Regions from separate parts of the Sus scrofa genome. Here all the other regions are linked to region 2. The links are chromatin contacts, called in public Hi-C and HiChIP or PLAC-seq maps. All regions are on one chromosome and are shown on one strand. The core of a region is the stretch at or near the end of the contact, and the rest is flanking DNA. Distances in the headings are between cores, read along the strand shown.

Region 1 (4,190 bases), core at 304-2,803, 45 kb after region 2:
AGAGCCACAGCAATGCGGGATCCGAGCCGCGTCTGCAACCTACACCACAGCTCATGGCAACGCTGGACCCTTAACCCACTAAGCGAGGCCAGGGATTGAACCTGTGTCCTCATGGATGCTAGCAGAGTTCCTTACCACTGAGCCACAACAGCAACTCCAATCTCTGATTCTTAGACCCTGATTAGAAGAATCTAAAGCTCTTGGGATCTAAGATTTCCCACAGTCCCTGAAATCGGACTTCGAACGTCAGCAGCCTAAGACTGAGTAGTCAGTCACCTTCGCCACCAGGCTGGGGGGGCCAGAAAGGGCCAGCCAGCCCCTCAACTCCGCTGCCAGGGTCCCAGATGATTCATCTGCTGGGTGCTGGGTTTCATTTGCTTCCTCAGATCCAGAGATGCACCCGGAAGAAAGAAGATCCTCAGCACAGTTTGTTGATTGAATAAATGAGCAAAGTGCCTTTTTACGCTGTCCCTTCTTCTTTGAATTGGGCCTACTGGTCAGCTATCATTTCACAGTAAAGCTCTGGGGAAGAAAGGGGATGAAAGAACCTTCTGCCTTCCTGAGTTCCCTACTGAGATGGCACATACGCACCTCATATGGTCCATCCTAAGAGCAGGGACTTTGTCCTGTTCTTGGCTGTGTCCTCAGGACCTAGAACAGAAATGAATACCCCAGCTTAGCTCAGAGCTCCAGAGGCTATCAGCTGTGGGAGGGTGCGGCAGGAGGAGTTGATAGGGAGACCTGGAGCCTTCGGGAGGGGACCAGGCAGGGAGGGGGAAGACCAAGGAGACAGACAGATAGGAAACAAAGAATGACCTTTCACAAAGGAACTGGGCCCAGAAAAGGAAAGTAACTTCCTTAGGGTCACACAGCATATGACTTAGTGGACCCCTCCAGGCCCATCCACATCACCCAGAGTTCCCGAGGTGTCTCCAGGACTTTCCTGGGGGAGGGTCAAGTCCTGGGACTGGCCTGGCCACTCAAGGCAGTCACTGAGGCAGAGCGCCAAGGAGCTCAGGACAAACTGCAGGTGGAGCTGGGTCCTGCCTCCCAACCTCCAGCCTTCCAGCCTGAGCTGGGGCCCTGACGAGGACGAGGACGGGGTGCCTAGGGAGAGCCAATTAAGTCTCAGGTGGAAAATGGGGAAATGGAGCCACTTGGAGGCAGAGGCCTTGCAGGGAAAGGGGTGCTGGAAGGAGAGGTGCCATCAGGAGTGAGTGGCTTGTGCAAAGAACCTTGGAGTGTATCAGACACCTTGCAGGGAGCTGGACCTTAGAGCCCCGTGTCCCCTCCAGCTCAGCGGTCCAAATTCCCACTAGGGTGTGGAGTCTCAGTTGGGTTGAAGGATGCCCCCGCAGAGGGCATCTAGGGGGTCTCAGGCACCCAGCACCTAAGGTGGGGGCTCCCCGTGCGCCGCCACCCTGTCCGATGAGGGGGGCAGTAGGACCCAGGGGCGGGGAGGCTGCCTGCAGAGGGAGGGGGCGGGAGCCGGGACGTTTGGGGGAGGTCTTTGGCTTTTTTTGGCGGAGCCGGGGCGCCCTCCGGAAGCTTTTCCAACTTTCCAGAAGTTTCTCGGGACGGGAGGGAGGTGGGGTGGGGGAACGCCATATATAGATCTGGACGGCGGGGGCGCGGTGGAGAGTGGAATCCATTCTCGGCTCGAGTGTGACACTGTGACTGTGTCCCGGCGCCCACCCAGCCCGGCCAGGTGAGGGCGGGGGCGGGTGGGGCGGGAGCGGCGGGGGTCTGGGGGTGCTCAAGGGAGTGAGAGGGGCAAGCGGCCTCCAGGAGGTTTTAGGAGCCAACCCAGAGCCCGCAGAGGGGAGTCTCTGGCACTCTGGGGGCCGCTGGAGGGTTCGGGATAGGGACTTAGGGACTGCGGGGGCGGCTGGATGGCGATGGCGGAGCGAGCCTGAGGCCGGAGCCGGGAGCGGAGATGGGCGATGGGAGCGGGCCGGGGAATCAGGGCCCTCAGACGATCCGGGAAAAGTGCAGGCTTCCCCAGAAGTGTGGGCCGGGTGGTGAGGGCAGAGGGGAAGCAGGGGGGCAGGGAGCCAGGATGCTGAGGACCAAGGAGGGTGGCGATGGGTCTGGAGCCCCTTCCAGCTGGGACAGGGAGGCCAGGCCCGCTTTGCCATTGGGGTGCCTCCAGTTGCGGGGTTGAGGCCCGGGGCCAGTGGCCCCACCTCCTCACAGGCTTGCTGCGGGACATCTGAGCCTCCTGGTGGGGAGGTGGAAAGGCGCTAAAACAGCCTTGACTTCTGGGGGAGGGCCCTGGCTCTTGGGGTCCCCAGGGTTTGGGAGGCTTCACCAGGGGCAGCTCCATGTCTCATCAGCAGCCTGCTGATGGTTAGGTGATGGCAAATAGAGGAGGGACGTGGCTGCCACCAGTCCATCCCCCCCCTTCCCTCCAAAAAGAGGGTGAGGAGCCAGCCAGGTCTGCACCCCACCATAGAACGGGGCTGGGAGCTGCCTAAAAGGCTTTAGGAGTCAGCCACCCTAATTCTGTCCACTGCCACCTGGTTCCTGGAGTAACTTCAGGGTTAAGGCTCCTTCCAGAGACCAGATTCCCTGCCCCCACTTAGGGACATTCCTGAGGCGGCTGGAGTGGGGGGAAGAAGAAGAATGAAACCACTTCCAGCGCCGCCAGAAGGCCCGGCCCCTCCTCTTCCCACGTTTCCGGCTGGTCCCTCTGGTCTGCAGGGCCCGGATGGAGCCCAAGGACAATCAGGGGGCTCTGGTTCCCCTAAGTCTCTGGCTGTGACCACACCCTCTGGTCCTCGGCCGGCGGTTCCTCTGCCCATCCCCCCTTCCTGAGGCCTCCCGGTCTCCTCCTTGTGTCTTGGTCCCTGGGAAGCCCAGCAGAAGCTTTTGTTGTTTTTTTTTTTTAACTGGCTGTGGAACAGGACACAGCCTCCAGCCCTCGGCAGGGGCTCTGGGGGGGGGGGGGTGCTTCCAGGAGGAAGGAAGGAGGCCTGACCCCCACTGATCCCTGTGGGACGGCAGGTGGCCCCGTGCCCACCCTGGCTCCATTTCTCCCACTGTGTGATGAGGGGGCCCACCTCTGACATTGACCTTGTAGCTCTGGGACTGGTTCAGTGCTCCCTTGGCCAGGGGCAGTGTAGACAGGTCCGTCTACAGGGCTGGGTCTTCTAGTCGGTTCCTCACCACCCCAGCTCTGCCCTATCCCATCCTTCTTCACTCTTCTGTTTTCTTTCAGAATGAAAAAGGCAGGCCTTGGCCTCCCCCTGAGACAGTTGCAAGGTACCTGAGTCCCCCTCAAGTGTTGGAGCCCCTCTCTGGGGGCCCCTGTAGCATCTATTCCCTTCCCTCTTACTTATAAAAATCTGGACCCCAGTCTCGACTGGGTCTGGCCAGCCCTCAGCCCTGTGACTGTGTACTTTTCTCTGTGGGTCTGTAACTCAGCTAACCTTGGCCTAAGGGCTGGGATTTCCCTGTGGCAGGGCCGGGCTGGGCTGGGCTGCGGGAGGCTGGCTGGCTTGCAGTGACTTGCCTTCCTCTGTTGTTCCTGCGGCTGAGTTAACAGGGCAGCCCTCCTCCAGAGCTGCACACTGGCCTGCAGAGATGGAGCTTGCTGGCTCGAAGCTAGGGCCTGGGAGTTTCTGGGGCACCCCCTCTGACCCGAACCTAGGCTTCCTGCTCCTAGGCTGAAAGCCCCCTTCTGTAGGCAGGAGGCGAGCCTTCAGTTGCCAGCCTGCCACGTCACCCAGAGCAGGAGCAGCACAGGAGCGCAGCTGTGTGGCCACCCGAGGAATCCCAAACTAGTCATTTGGAGCTTTTCTGAAAGGCCTCTCCCAGTCCCTTGGAGGTTCTGTTGGCTGGGGGTGGGGGCTGTCAAGACAGTGCCTGCCACGTGGCAAGGCCGGGAGCTGGGCTCCTAGGCTTTTCTCTAGAGGGTGCGGTGGCCTCTGCAGACGTCTAAGCTCTGGCATCAGATGTCTGGACTAAAGGCGTCCTTTGAATAGGACAACCATATGCCTGTCGAACTGGCATGATAATTAGTAGTGTCCCATTTTACTCTCTGAAGTGTCCTTGTTTGTACAATAATGACATGGCTACTCTGCCTTTAGCTCCGGGCCTGGTGGGGAAGGAGCCAGGGCTGGAACAAGGCCGCTGGGCCCTGAGATAGCCCCTTGCCAATCCACTTGAGGGTAAAACTGTCTTACTTC
Region 2 (3,782 bases), core at 715-3,214:
AGCCCCTGCCTGGGAGTCCAGGTACCTGGGGCTGTGCCCCCAGCCCTGGCAGCCCCCGCCCTGAGAACTTGGGCGAGCCCCTCCCCTCCTGCACCAGAGGTGTCTTGCAGGTTCCCCCGCCCAGGAGAGGCTGAGGTCAGCCTCGGGTCTCGTCCCAGCACCAGCCACAGAGATTCTCACAACAGCCTCGCACGTGGTCACCCGGACCTCACAACCTCACATCAGGGGTGGGCAAACCCCAGCCACCCACCAAGAAGATGCTAACTGGGAGGAGGAGTGGACACTCTGAAGGATGTTTAGGATCATCTTCTCAGGCACCCTGCTGGCTCAACTACATGCTTGCTTTAGGACCTCGACAACTGGCACCCCCTGTCCCCCGGCCTCAGCGGCCTCCTTGCTAACGTGAAGGGTGTGAGCTGGGTGGGTGCTGAGGGGCCCCATTTCCTACAGCTCTGATGGGCTCTGACGTGGAGCCCTCCTCATTGCATTCTCCCAGCAGATAAGCAGCGTCTTGGGGCTTCCAGAGTGTCTCAGAGACCCCGGGGTCTGACCCACGGGGGACAGGGGCAGCTGCTCTCTGTCAGGGAGGGAAGCCTGGGAAGCTTCCACCTCCGTCCTCCACTCCGGATCACCTTTCCTGGGAAGTGACACGGCCAATGGATGAGAGGGAAAGGGGCCAGGAAAAGCCGCGTCCCTGGCCTGGGGATCAGCTCCCCGATGCCCCACCTTGACCCCTCCCCCATCTCCTGCCTGGCGGCCCCGCACTTCCTTTCTTCTCTCCACTCTCAGCTCCTTTCCCTCTCCAGCCTAACGTTCCTCCCCAGTCTCAGTCCTCGAGGAAAGCGAGCGGGGCTAATTAACCTCGTTGAACCTCACTTTCCCCATCTGCAAGCGCCGGTACCAGCACACAACACCTTTCATCACTCAGAGTGATAGCGGGCCGTTTGAAGGATCATTTGCGCAAGGGTGGGGCGCGGACCCGCACACAATGGGCGCTCAATAAGTGCCGGTTGGCTCCCTTCCCCCTCCTCTCCCCGCGCCCCTCCTAGCCAGCTGCCGGCGCAGCTAGCGCCCGGTGCACGCCCGCAGGTGGCCCCGGCGCTGCCCAAACTGGGTCGGAGGCCGCCCGCGCCCGGCATCCGGGGCTCTCTCACCTGCAGCACTCGGCTCTCCCCTGTGTTTTCTTCGGGGCAAGCGCTCAGCCCCTCGCCCGGGGCGGCAGGAAGGTGGCTGCTTCGTCTCACAGCACCAGCCCAGTCCGGTTCAGTCCGACGGGCCAGCCCGCCTGGGACCCCTCATAGGGCTCTGGGCCCGGGTCGGGGCTTCCTGGACGTTAGCACCGCACCAAATCCGAAGCACCGGGGCAGAGGCAGCTGAAGGTCCGGGCTCCTTTGCACTCAGACGGAGGGGTGGGGGCACCCTGCCTTAATCCCGGGCGGAGGGCTAGGGGCTTCGGCACACACTAGAGAAAGGCTGGGAAGGAGCCGGTAATCCCAGAGCCGTGTGGTGGGCCAGGAGCGTCCCGCCCTGGTGCACTGGATCAGGGTCAGGGGTTTGAGGCGTCCCGGCCACACGCCCCGGACCGCGGAGCGCAGAACCGGGCTGGGGTTGGCGGGGCAAGGCAGGGCGCGGGCGAGAAGACGCGGAGCCGCGGCGGCTGGAGCCCGGTAGAGAAGTCTTCCTAGGTCCGGACTCGGCTCGCTCTGCAAAATGGGGCGGTCCTCGGCGTGGCAGCTGACTCCAGAGCTCACAGCCGCGGCTCCACTTCCTCCTCTTCTCCCGGCTGGCCCGCCGCTCGCTCAGCCTCGAGCCGCAGCCGCTGCCACCGCCGCTGTCAGCCCCGCCGCCCACCCCCACAGGAGCTGCCGCAGGAGCCTGAGCCGGAGTCGAGCAGAGCCGAGGCAGCGCCGCCCAGCGCCGGAGCGCCGGCCAACGCGGCCCCGCCCGAATTGGGGCGGGGTCACCCGAGGCCACGCCCTCGCCCGGCCACAGGCAAGGGGCGGGGCGCACTCCAGATCCCCTCCCCCCGTCCCGCGCTGTCGGGCCACGAGGGCCAATGGGAGAGTGGGAAAGGAGCGGAGCTCTGCGGAACGTGGAGTCTACCTCGGAGAGGGCGGGGCAGAGATGGAGAGGTGCGGCCGGAGAGGACAATGGATCCGGGTGATAGAGGTTTAAAGAGCTGGGCGTGTGGCGAGGGTATCCTGGGGACCCGGATAGAGGAGAAGTGGTGAGCTCCGGTTTGTCTGGGACACAGCGGTGGGGAAGTCAAGGGGTAGGAACAGGGGTCGGGGTGGGGAAAAAAGAGGCCGGATGGAGGCCAGATGCGTTATCAGAGGTAGTGGAGTCCAGGGAGAGTGGAGCCCTCGGAACCGGTGAGACACGCCCTCACAGCACCCCAGTACCTTCTCCCTCTGCGGCCTCTAGGGCTCATCGCGAGGAGATGAGGGTTGGATGCCGTGAAATATTCTGATTTCAGGTTTCGGGAAAAATAAGCAGTCAAGAGCAAAAGTGTGTGAGGACAGCACACTCCTTGAATCTTGATGTTTCTACCCTGTGCTCCTCCCCTCCCCGGCCCCAGAGCCTTGGGACAGGAGCTAGGCTTGCATAAGGCGGGACACAGGGCAGGTCTTGGATGGTTTTCGGGATTAAATGAATGAGTGTTGAGTGTCCTGTAGGGGCCATGGGAACGCCACTAATGGGCCTGGCAAGTGAAGGAATGGAGGCGGCACAGTACAAGCTTCCCGAAGCCTCACCACCAGCCTTATGCAGTAGGTACCCCATTTCAGCGATGAGGCCACCAAAGCAGAGAGGAGCCAAATGATGTTCCCAAGACCATAAGCTGGGATAGGATTCCACCCACTCATCACTATTACATTCTAGGACAAAGCTGTGTGGCTTTGAACAGGTTGCTCAACCCCTCTGAGCCTCTGGTTCCTCGTGTATAAAAGGGAAATAGAGATGTTGCGACTTGGCAGGGACTGGCCAGCCACCAGGCTTCAGAGGAGGGAGGGAAGGGTCTTCCTGGCAGAGGAAGCAGCACATGCAAAAGCATGGAGTCTGAAAGGATGCTTCTGGGGACCCCTGGCCTATTCTGGGGGGATTGGGAGAGGCTTCTCTCAGGGAGGGACAGGCAGACTCAGGCCAGAAGTCAGGGGTTAGCTAGCTTGGGAGGGAACCTCTGTCTGCACAGAGGCCACCCTGGGCAGAACCCCGGGTGTGGGGAAGGGCGCTGCTCTGTTGAAGAACCCGGCCAAGTTCAGGGTGGCTGTGGACCTCCCAGAGAAGAGACAGCAGAACAGATGGGAAGAGGCGGGTGGAGCCAGACAAGGAGATAGATGACCTTTTTCTAGGGGCCAAGAACTGTGTTGAGATCTAGCTCACGACCCTGAACCTCACAGGGGTTTGCCGAGGTCCCAGCTTTAAAGCCCCTGGGTCTGGGAGTTCTCACTGTGGCTCAGCCACAATGAGAATCCGGCAGCTGCAGCTCGGATTCAACCCCTAGTCGGGGAACTTCCATATGCTGCAGGTGTGGCCCTAAAATATAAATAAATAAATAAATAAATAAATAAATAAATAAATAAATAAATAAAGCTCCTGAGTCTGGACTCACTGGGTATCAGAGGGGGCCCCTGGCCCTGGGAAGATTTTTAAGCCAGGCGTTGACATGGGAAAGGCAGCACTTTGTAGGGAAACTGGGGAGCAGGAAAACACTTAAAGCCCACAAGGGGCAAATGGTGTGAAGGGCCGGAGTCCTCTGTGAGGCCTGGACCCAGAGCTCCGTC
Region 3 (4,392 bases), core at 304-2,803, 44 kb before region 2:
TCCCAGCCAAGCTGGCCCGTGGCCAGCAGCTCCTGCACTGCCCCATACCTGGCACCCCAGGCCTTGGCATTTGCAGAGCCTGCACGGTGTGGGCCCCCCGTCAGCTCAAAACCAGCATCAACCCACCACTTCCTCCACCCTGGGCCCTGCGCTGGCCACACCAGGCCCCATCACTTCCTGACTGCACAGCCTGTGATGGCCTGGCCCCGGGCCACCAAGAGGTGTCAGGTGCCCAGAGAGGTTTGCCTTCCTCCAGTGTCTCCTCCGACGGCCAAGGGCTTCCTGCTTGGGCGCTCGGCCATCCTTCCTCCCTCGCTCAGCCTCAGCTCTCTTCCCACCCCAGGCCCACCGAGAGCACGGGACCCACACCACGCAGGGCTGCATCCCAGCTCTGCCCCTCTAAGGCTGTGTGACCTCAGCCCCACCACGGACGTCCCTGGCTTCCGTTTCCACGTGTGAAGGGGCAGTGATGACACTGAGCTCATGGGCTTGGGAGCAACACGAGCAGCTGTGTGACAGCACTCAGCTCGGTGCCCTGCACGCAGACAGGCCCCCGGGTGCCTGGGGACTGCGAGGTCCTGCCTTCCTGACACGCGGAGGCCCCGCTGCCTCCCTCCACCATCTCAGGGGAGAATGGAGCTCAGAGCAAAGCGGAGGGAATTCTGAACCCCTCTTCCACGTCGGAGCCGGGGAGGCCGAGCCACGGCGTGTGGGAATGACTTGTCTTACGGGCCAGTCACGGCCAGTGCTGGCCACTCCATGTCCTGCCACCCGCCATCCACCCAGCAGCTCTGAGGGGGGTGTGCATTATTTCACAGATGAGAAGCTCAAAGTCAGGTAGGTACAATTTGAACTTGAGGCTGCCTGACTCCTGATCACACAGCCTGGTCCACTGAGAGGAGACCCTAGGTCCACATAAAAGGCTGTCCTGGGCAGGGACCTGCTGGGTGGCCCTGGGCAGGCCCCCTCCCCTCCCTTGCCTCCTCTGTGCTACTGCGCAGACGTAGCGATGAGTCCGGCCAGGCGCCCACCAGATGGTACCTGCTTCTCACCACTGGGGGGGTCATGACCTCAGGCTCCTGCCTCAGTCCAGCAGCGATCTGTCCCTCACCAGCACAGGCAGAGAAGGAGGGCAGCCGGGCGGACAAGCTTCCCAACCTCCCAATCCAGATAGCCCGGCTCTGCCTGGCCTCTGACTCTGGACGCCACCCTGTCCTTGGCGCCACCCCCCCCCCCCCAGCCTGTGTCAGAACTGGCTGAATTTGGAGGCGGGCTTCTTTGTTCAGACACGCAGGAGGGAGGAGGAAAGCTGTTCTCCAGGCAGCTGAGCTTTTAGATAAACACCATTCATCTCGCTCTCTGTTCCCTCCTAAAGGAACTGGGTTCCTTCAGAGAAGAAACTAGATCCACTGCGGACGGCGCCCCAGGGACGGAAGTGCGGCTTGGGCTCTGGCTCGGGGAGCCGGGCACTCAAGGAGGCTTTCTTTACCCTGCCAAGCACCTGCCGCCAGCCCTGGCAGGCTTGGGGCTCAGGTGACGGGGCCTTGGTGCCAGGCCATGGCCCTGCCAGCTCCCAGGCTCCAGGACGGCCTGCCCCACCTTCTCACCCTCCCCCTTAGGCACCCACCTGCATGCCTGCCCCTCTGGCTCTGCCAGGAAGCTGAGAACGTCCACTCGCCTTGCGGAGACCCCGCCTTCTTGGCTACTGCTCTGTGCCCAGCCCCCACCCCCACCCCCAAGCAGCCCAGCCCCACACTGAGAGGAGAGGTAAGGGCTAGACGCACCCATGACGCACCCACTTCGGCCAATTCGGGAATTACCACGGGCCCATTTTACAGAAGGAGAAACTGAAACCCAGAAGGCGGCGGGGGGGGCTCTGTCCAGAGACACACAGCAGAGGGTCAGAGCTGCGATCCCTCCCCAGACCCCAGGCTCCCCAGGTCCTCGGACCCTGTCCCAGCAGAGCTCACCGGCGTGGTGTCATCGTGAGAGCGCTGGTAGCGCTTCCAGCGGCAGCCGTAGATGCCAGTGAGGCAGGAGAGGCAGAGCTGCGGCTCGTAGTACTGCAGGGGCTGGTGTCTCACCATGCTCGCGCTGCCGGCCTGGCACCCCGCCCTCAGGCGCCCATGGAGGCCCCGGCTGGTCCTGCAGGATGAAGCACAGGGCTGTGAGGCGGGGGAGGGTGGGGACTGGGCCCTGACACAGCAGGTGTCCCTGTCGCCTAGGCCTGAGGTGGGTCAGCCTCTGCTCAGAGCCCTGCTTGATCGGAGTCAGAGGTCCTTCCTTGCAGTGCCCGGGACAGTCTCCTGCCACCTGCCATGACCTAATCCCCATACCCACCAGCAGGCACTCCCCCACTCCCACCCCGAGCCCCAGCCCCGGGCAACCTACTCTCCCTCCTTTCCGTCTCCATGGATTTGCCCATTCTGGAATATCACCTAAATGGAATCATGCAACATATGGTCTTGCTTCTTCCACATGATTCGTCCACGCTGCAGCGGGACTCAGGGCCGCACTCCTTATCATGACCGAATAATATTTAATTGCAGAGATCCACCGCATTACCCGTTCCGTAGTTGACAGACATTTGGGGTGTTACCACGTTTTGGTTGTTATAAATAACTCTGCTGTGAACAAGTTTTTGTGTGGCCATACATTTTCATGGCTTTGAGTGCTGACTTTGGGATGGAACTGGGTCAGATGCGAGCACTGTGTTTACACTTCAGGAAGAACCGCCGAAAGCCCTTCTCCAGAGCTGGTGCACAGTCTGACATTCTCCAAGCGTTGGTTAGCATGGTCATCTCCATTTTACAGGTGAGAATTGTGAAGCACAGAAAGGGTTAGCCATTTGTCAAAGGGCACACAGCAGAGCCTGGCAATCTGGCCCTGTGTTCTAACTCAGGGGTTGGCCAGACCCAACCAGCCACAGCTGTGACCTGAGCTGCAGCAGTGACAACGCCAGGTCCTTAACCTGCTAGGCCACCAGGGAACTCCAGAGTGAGCTTGCTGATAGGCAAATGACCAGCGCCTGGCTCTCCAGCCTCGCCACGCCAGGACACGCTGCTCTTCATCAGGCCAACACCTCCTGATCCTTCGCGGCTCTGTGCGGATGTAACCTCCTCCGGGGAGCCAACCCTGGGGCCCCAGGTTTGGTGAGAGGGCTCCCAGTGTCCCTCGCTCTTCCTGAGCAGCCTGTGGGGGCGCTGATGACATACCTGCTCTGCCAGGGGAGGACCTGTGTTCTTCGCACAGCCCCAGTGGCCAGCACAGGGCAGCACGGGGGAGGCGGCCCTGGGTGGGGGTTCCCGGACGGTACTGCCGAGAAGGCCCGAAGTTCCGCTGACAGTCGTGCCGCCCACAGTCGGAGCAGTCGGGACAAGGCCCCCGGGACCTGACTCCCCACGCACCCGCCTCCTGCCGGGCGGGACTCATGGCGTTACTGAGCATCAGCTGATTTCTCCAAGCCACTTCCCAGGGCTGCTGCTATCAGCCAAGTTCCAGAGGAATCGCAGGCTCAAGACCCTGCCGGCTCTGGGCCAAGAGAAAGCCCTCACCTCTGAGCCCGGTGTTTGAGGGCCCTTCTCAGTCCCGTGTCCCGTTATCTGTCTGAATTCCTGGTCCCTGCCCTGAACTTCTGCGGCCTTCTATGTGCACAGGACGGGCCTTCCAGGAGTCAGGAAGGAGAAGGGGCGAGTGTCCGCTCTGAGGTGGGCAAAGGATGTCGGGCAGGGCCCACACCTCCAGGGGCTCGCCACTCCTCACCTCCTGGGGACGCGCCTCACCTGCTTCCCTGCCCCTTGTCCCTCCCATGACTGGCAGGTGGCCAGGCCCTCGCTGCCCCCAGGCCCTTGCTGTCTCCAGGCCCCGCTGCCCCGGCCCCAAGTGCTCTCTTCTGTGAGGCCAGGTGTCAGGGGCCTGGATTTCAGCCTCGTCTCCGTCAGCGGACTTGCTATGTGGCCTTGAGCCTTACGTTACCCAGCCGAGGAATGGGAATGGGCACTAGATGGAATGACACAAAAAAGGACCAAGGCTGCCGTAAAAAGGAAGCAGACACAGATGTGAGCTACACGCACGAATCTCAGACATGATGCTGAGTGAAAGAAGCGAGTTCCATAAGGCGGCATGGGGACTTTTGAGTATCTACCTGTGTCATCTCCCGGTGACAACTGTCCAAACTAAAGCTTGACAGGCTTGGCAGGTTAGAAATATGGGCCCAGGTGAATGCATGCACACACTGGGGTCCATCCAGATCATGGAATATTACCCAGCAGTAAAAAGGAATGCGCTATCAAGCCATAAAAATATATGATGGGACCGAAAAAGCACATTGCTAGGTGACAGACACCAATCTGAAAAGGCTGCGTGCTCTGTAAGGTCAATCATGTGACATTC
Region 4 (4,359 bases), core at 1,818-4,317, 62 kb before region 2:
AAAGTGGGCATACTGGAGTTCCCATCGTGGCTCAGAGGTTAACAAACCTAACTGGTATCTATGAGGATGCGGGTTTGGTCCCAGGTTCGATCCCTGGCCTCGCTTAGTGGGTTAGGGATCCAGCGTTACCGTGAGCTGTGGTTCGGATCCCGAGTGGCTGTGGCTGTGGTGTAGGCCGGCAGCTACAGCTCCGATGCAACCCCTAGCCTGGGAATCTCCATATACTTCGGGTGTGGCCCTAAAGAGACAAAAAAAAAAAAAAAAAAAGTGGGCGTACTATCAAATGAACAGGATTATCACAAAGTGCTAATGAAATACAGTGTGCGAAGCACCTGATGCGTGACCCAGTAAATGCCAGTGGTGGCCCATTGCCTGACGTGCAGGATGACTGGCTTCCTTAAACTGCCGCTGGCGGGATGGAGGCTAGACGCCAGGAAGAACTGTGGAGCCTGGGCCAGTTGTTCGGAGGAAGCCTGGATTCACTGGAGGTGTCGACAGAGACAGCCTAGGGAGGTGGGAGTTGTGATCAAAGCCCCTCACAGCGGTGGCATCTGATTCAAGGGTGGTAGGTGGGGCAGGAAGGGGGGCATTTCAGGGGAGCCTCTTGTTTACTGCAAAGCCCCCAAGCCCCCTTCAACCTTCCTCTTCACGTCCAGAGCCCCCGGACTTCTATGGAGGCTCACCTGGGAGGGGTTTCTGGGAACCGGGAGTTTTGCGAGGATGGAGGTGAGGGTGGGGGAGGGCCCGAGGCCCATCAGATGCACTCACAGTCCCCGGCCTGCGGCACACGGCTCCCTCCCTGCACTGTCCCCTGTCCTCCCGCCCCCTCCCCGCAACCTCAGGGGCACCAGAGACCCTCAAGATAAAGGTCATGATGAAAACATAGCATCAGACTGTAGCACTGAGCGCAGCACTGGTACAGAACCCGTGGAAGTAAGTAAAAAGCTTAGAAACAGATCTAAATACATAAAATATTTAGTGTATGATAAAGGCGGCATCTCAAATTAGAGGAAAAAGGATGGATTACTCAATGGAGAGTTGGGAACACTGGGAAGCCATCTCAAAGGCACAAAGTAAGATCGCGCTGTGCCCTAAAACTACTTCCAAAAAGACAACACATTTAAGTATTAGAAAAGTAGAAATATATAATTACTAAATGATACTACAGAGAAATTTTTTGGTGATCTTGGAGTGGGCACGACTTTTCTGCCACAAAACCCAGGAGCCATGAAAGAGACGACAGAATCCTTAAGAATGAAAAATCCTTAAGGATAAAAAAGAAAATTCCCACAGCAAAAATACACAAAAGCAAGGTCAAAAGATGAGTCACAAACCAGGAACGATTATCTGCAGTTCATCAGCCCAAGGCCTCCTTTTCCAAATCTGTAAAGGCTCTTGCAAATGAATAAGCGCAAAGTAAATCTCGCAGCAAAAAAGGACAGAAGACATGACAAGACAGTTTATGGAAAAGGAAACGCAAATGACTCCAACAGGTGAAAGACGCCGAATCTAACTCATAAGGGAAATGCTAATTAAAACTATACCAAGGTACCATTTTCACCCATCAGCCTGGCAAAGTCAACAAACCCACAGACACTCCATGGGCGAGGGTGTTTTAAAGGCACAGGCCCGTCACTGAGGGAGCGTGAGTTGGTGACAAGGAGGCGGTCTGCAAATTACCCAAGTGCGCCCCGGACCCAGCAGCTCCCCACGCAGCTTGGCTCACTGTCCTGCTGTCCTGGCAATGACCTCGAAGCAAGGGGGGCTGGCTGGATACCTGGGGAACTAGGGGTCGGATCCCAGGGCAGGGACAAGGGAGGGACACCCGTGGGGATGCTCTCAATGGGCCCAAGGGGAGGGAGCTTGAAATGTCTCTGCAAAGGTGACAGGGATATTTATATTCTGTACCTTTGGGGGACCTTTTGCATTTTGAACCATGTTGATGTATTAATGGTCAAAAATTGGTTAAAACAAAACAAAGCAAACGAAAAAAGGATTCCTTAAAATCTCAGAGCCAAATGGTAGACTCTTGGAAGACCAGCGTTTCCAGCCCGACTCGAACCCTCTGAGCCCCAGGAAGCTCCCTCCCTCCTGGTGCAGCAGGTCTGGCTGTGGATCAGCTCAGCCTGGAATGACCTTCCTCGTGCTGAGATCTCTCGGGAGGGATCAGAGGGGAGAGGATGGCAGGCCTGGCACCTTGGGAGTTGGCACCAGGCAGATGAAGGGATCTGAGCCCCCTGCCCCCAGGAGAAGACGCCCTGCACTGACCCACTCCCCTGGCGGGCTCTGCGCCTCCGGATGCCTCAACACTGGGATCAAGCAGGTGCGCCCTGGCCTGCTGAGAGCCGGGCGGGCCCGAGAAGGGGGCCGCAGCATGCGCCAGTCCTGACGGGGGTGCCAGGGTGCGGTTCCTTCAAGTGTCAGCTTTGCAGCTGGGAGATGAAAGTCCCTCACAGAGGGGACTTCAGAAGCCCAGAGGAGATCGCAGGATAGAGTGACAAGCAGGAGGCAGGCGGGAGGGGACTAGCGGCAGCTCACGGCTCCTCATCCCTCTAAGATTCCAGTCACTGGGGTCTGACTCCCCAGCTCCAGATCCCCAGCGCCCCCCTACCCCCAGCCACCCAAAGGCACCTCCTGCTCCATGCCGCCCGACCGGAACTCACCATGTCCACCCTCCGGTTCCTGCTCCATGTCCTTGTGGCTGGAAGTGAGCTCCCCCCCCCAAGTCACTCTGGACCATCTCATGGGCTCATGGCTCTTGCCGGACATTTCTGCCCCCTCCTAAATGGCGCACCCACTCTGAGTTGGGTTCTAAAAAAAGAGGTGGCCTAGCCTCCCCTCCAAGGCCCAGTGCCCCCCGGGAGGGAGGGGCTCACTCTCAGCCAGCTCTGTGCCACCCCTGTCCCCACTGGCACCTCAGGCAGAGCAGGCACCAGCCACGTGTCAGCAGCACGGTGAGCGAGGGAGCCGAGGCTCTGGGCTGCACGGAGCCTCACTGCTTTGGGCCCTGCCCCGCATGGGGCCCTGGGGACAAGGAGATGGGACATCAGTTCTGCATGCGTGGAGCTCCCAGATCGGGGAGGGTTGCAGTCAGGGGGCCAGATGGAAACGGGTGACAAGAGGCCAGGACTGTGGTGGGGAGCCTGCGGGCACTGGGGGGCCCAAGAAGCCTGGCTCAGGTGGTGAGGAGAACCCAGTAAGGCAGAGAGGCCACGGAGAGAGGGGGGCGGGAGCCAAGGGGCGAAGCAGAGATGAGGCAGTCGAGCTGCGAGGGCCCGTGCTGTCTCGGGAGCAGAAGCTCAGGGTGACATCCCACGACAGCTGCTGGGAGATGGCGCAGGGCCCAGGTCACCCAGGGCCTTAGTGCTGGGTGAGGGGGTTGGATCATCCTGGGAGCAATGGAAGTGGCGGGGAGGGCTTCAAATCGGGGTAGTATCATTGGGTCACGTTTTTAAATGAACTCACCGAAGAGGAGAGACTGAAGGCAGAGCGACCAGAGAGCCGGGCTGTGACCTGTGCTGGCTAATGGCTCGGCTACGGGGCTAGGGCCTGGATCCTCCACTTATTAAGGGGAGACCTTCAGCAAGTTACATAACCTCTGAGTACCTCAGTTTTCCCGACTGCAAAATGGGATGCTGACAGCACCTCCATCATAGGGCTGCTGTGAGGCCTGAGTTAATAGAGTTCAGGCCGTGAGAACCGTGCTGGACCCACCATGAGTTCTCAGCATCAGCTACCAGCACAGCTACAAGCACGACCAGGGGGGAAGATGCCTCTAGCCTCCTCCTCTGCTGCTGCGGCCTCCAGCCTCCCTCCCCCGAGCCCCCGCAGAGGCAGCCCTTACCTTGTGCAGCCAGTGCAGGTTCATCTGCTGTCCCACGGCGATGTGACACAGTGCCAGGACCTGAACAGGGCCCCAGAGAGCGAGAGTCAGGCACCAAGTGTCACCTGGAGGTGTCCGTCCCTTCCCCAGGCGCCCTGCTCCCCAGCGCTCTCGGCCCGGCTCGGGCAGTCAGGAAACCCTCCCTGCAGGTGGTGGGCAGCCCCCCAGGCCGGCCTCCCCTACACTGTTCCAGGCCAGAGGCTCCTGCTCTAGGACCTTTCTCTCCAGATCTCACTGGGCCCTGGTGCACTTGCAGTCTAACGACGGCTCGAGACTTGCGGGCCCTGGGATTCTGAAGCGGACTTGAGCCTCGTGCCCCAGGAGCCCCCAACCCAGCCTGGGGGCTGACCTGAGTCTGCGGGAGTGGAGATTGGCAGCAGGACCAGAGCAGAGGCTCCTGGGAGAAGAAGTGTGCCTGGGACCCAGCCGCGGGCCATCCTCATGGGGGGCCCTCCCGCAAGGTGCATCCCGCCTTG

Evidence for each region. Hi-C and Micro-C count contacts between places; a contact is called where the count stands out from the background. HiChIP or PLAC-seq counts read pairs in DNA pulled down with a chosen protein or histone mark.
Region 1: a contact with region 2 is called in a Hi-C map of heart right ventricle, with 4 times the contacts expected there. The contact joins the promoter of SERPINH1 here to the promoter of GDPD5 in region 2. A contact is called at or near these places in 2 of 47 Hi-C or Micro-C datasets (embryonic fibroblasts and heart right ventricle).
Region 3: a contact with region 2 is called in an H3K27ac HiChIP or PLAC-seq map of skeletal muscle. The contact joins the enhancer-like site here to the promoter of GDPD5 in region 2. A contact is called at or near these places in 2 of 5 promoter capture datasets (liver and skeletal muscle), 12 of 47 Hi-C or Micro-C datasets (adipocytes, blood, brain and 8 more) and 1 of 2 datasets of contacts at active chromatin or transcription factors (skeletal muscle).
Region 4: a Hi-C map of skeletal muscle shows a contact between it and region 2, with 3 times the contacts expected there. The contact joins the enhancer-like site here to the promoter of GDPD5 in region 2. A contact is called at or near these places in 4 of 5 promoter capture datasets (fetal liver, liver and skeletal muscle), 35 of 47 Hi-C or Micro-C datasets (adipose tissue, alveolar macrophages, blood and 18 more) and 2 of 2 datasets of contacts at active chromatin or transcription factors (alveolar macrophages and skeletal muscle).

Annotation. Positions count from the first base shown.
Region 1 is chr9:9,781,386-9,785,575 of Sscrofa11.1, forward strand. It overlaps SERPINH1 (serpin family H member 1), which reads left to right and starts at 1,554. Exons shown (of 6, transcript NM_001244132.1): 1 at 1,554-1,708. It overlaps LOC102161477 (a long non-coding RNA gene), which reads right to left. Exons shown (of 4, transcript XR_002335540.1): 2 at 592-651. It overlaps LOC106504810 (a long non-coding RNA gene), which reads left to right. Exons shown (of 2, transcript XR_001298623.2): 2 at 175-463.
Region 2 is chr9:9,736,222-9,740,003 of Sscrofa11.1, forward strand. GDPD5 (glycerophosphodiester phosphodiesterase domain-containing protein 5) reads right to left here and starts at 1,965. Exons shown (of 18, transcript XM_021062519.1): 1 at 1,155-1,965.
Region 3 is chr9:9,692,243-9,696,634 of Sscrofa11.1, forward strand. It overlaps GDPD5 (glycerophosphodiester phosphodiesterase domain-containing protein 5), which reads right to left. Exons shown (of 18, transcript XM_021062519.1): 3 at 1,971-2,145. The coding sequence starts at 2,087. Among named protein-coding and RNA genes, the nearest start is that of KLHL35, 43 kb to the left of the region's middle. Within about 2 kb of position 1,554, at least 31 of the 83 cell types and tissues checked have an H3K27ac peak or open chromatin away from gene starts, as enhancers often do. A contact at or near this core is called in liver, omental adipose tissue, retroperitoneal adipose tissue and 1 more, where this site is marked.
Region 4 is chr9:9,672,979-9,677,337 of Sscrofa11.1, forward strand. It overlaps GDPD5 (glycerophosphodiester phosphodiesterase domain-containing protein 5), which reads right to left. Exons shown (of 18, transcript XM_021062519.1): 6 at 3,845-3,904. Among named protein-coding and RNA genes, the nearest start is that of KLHL35, 23 kb to the left of the region's middle. Within about 2 kb of position 3,068, at least 1 of the 83 cell types and tissues checked has an H3K27ac peak or open chromatin away from gene starts, as enhancers often do. A contact at or near this core is called in skeletal muscle, where this site is marked.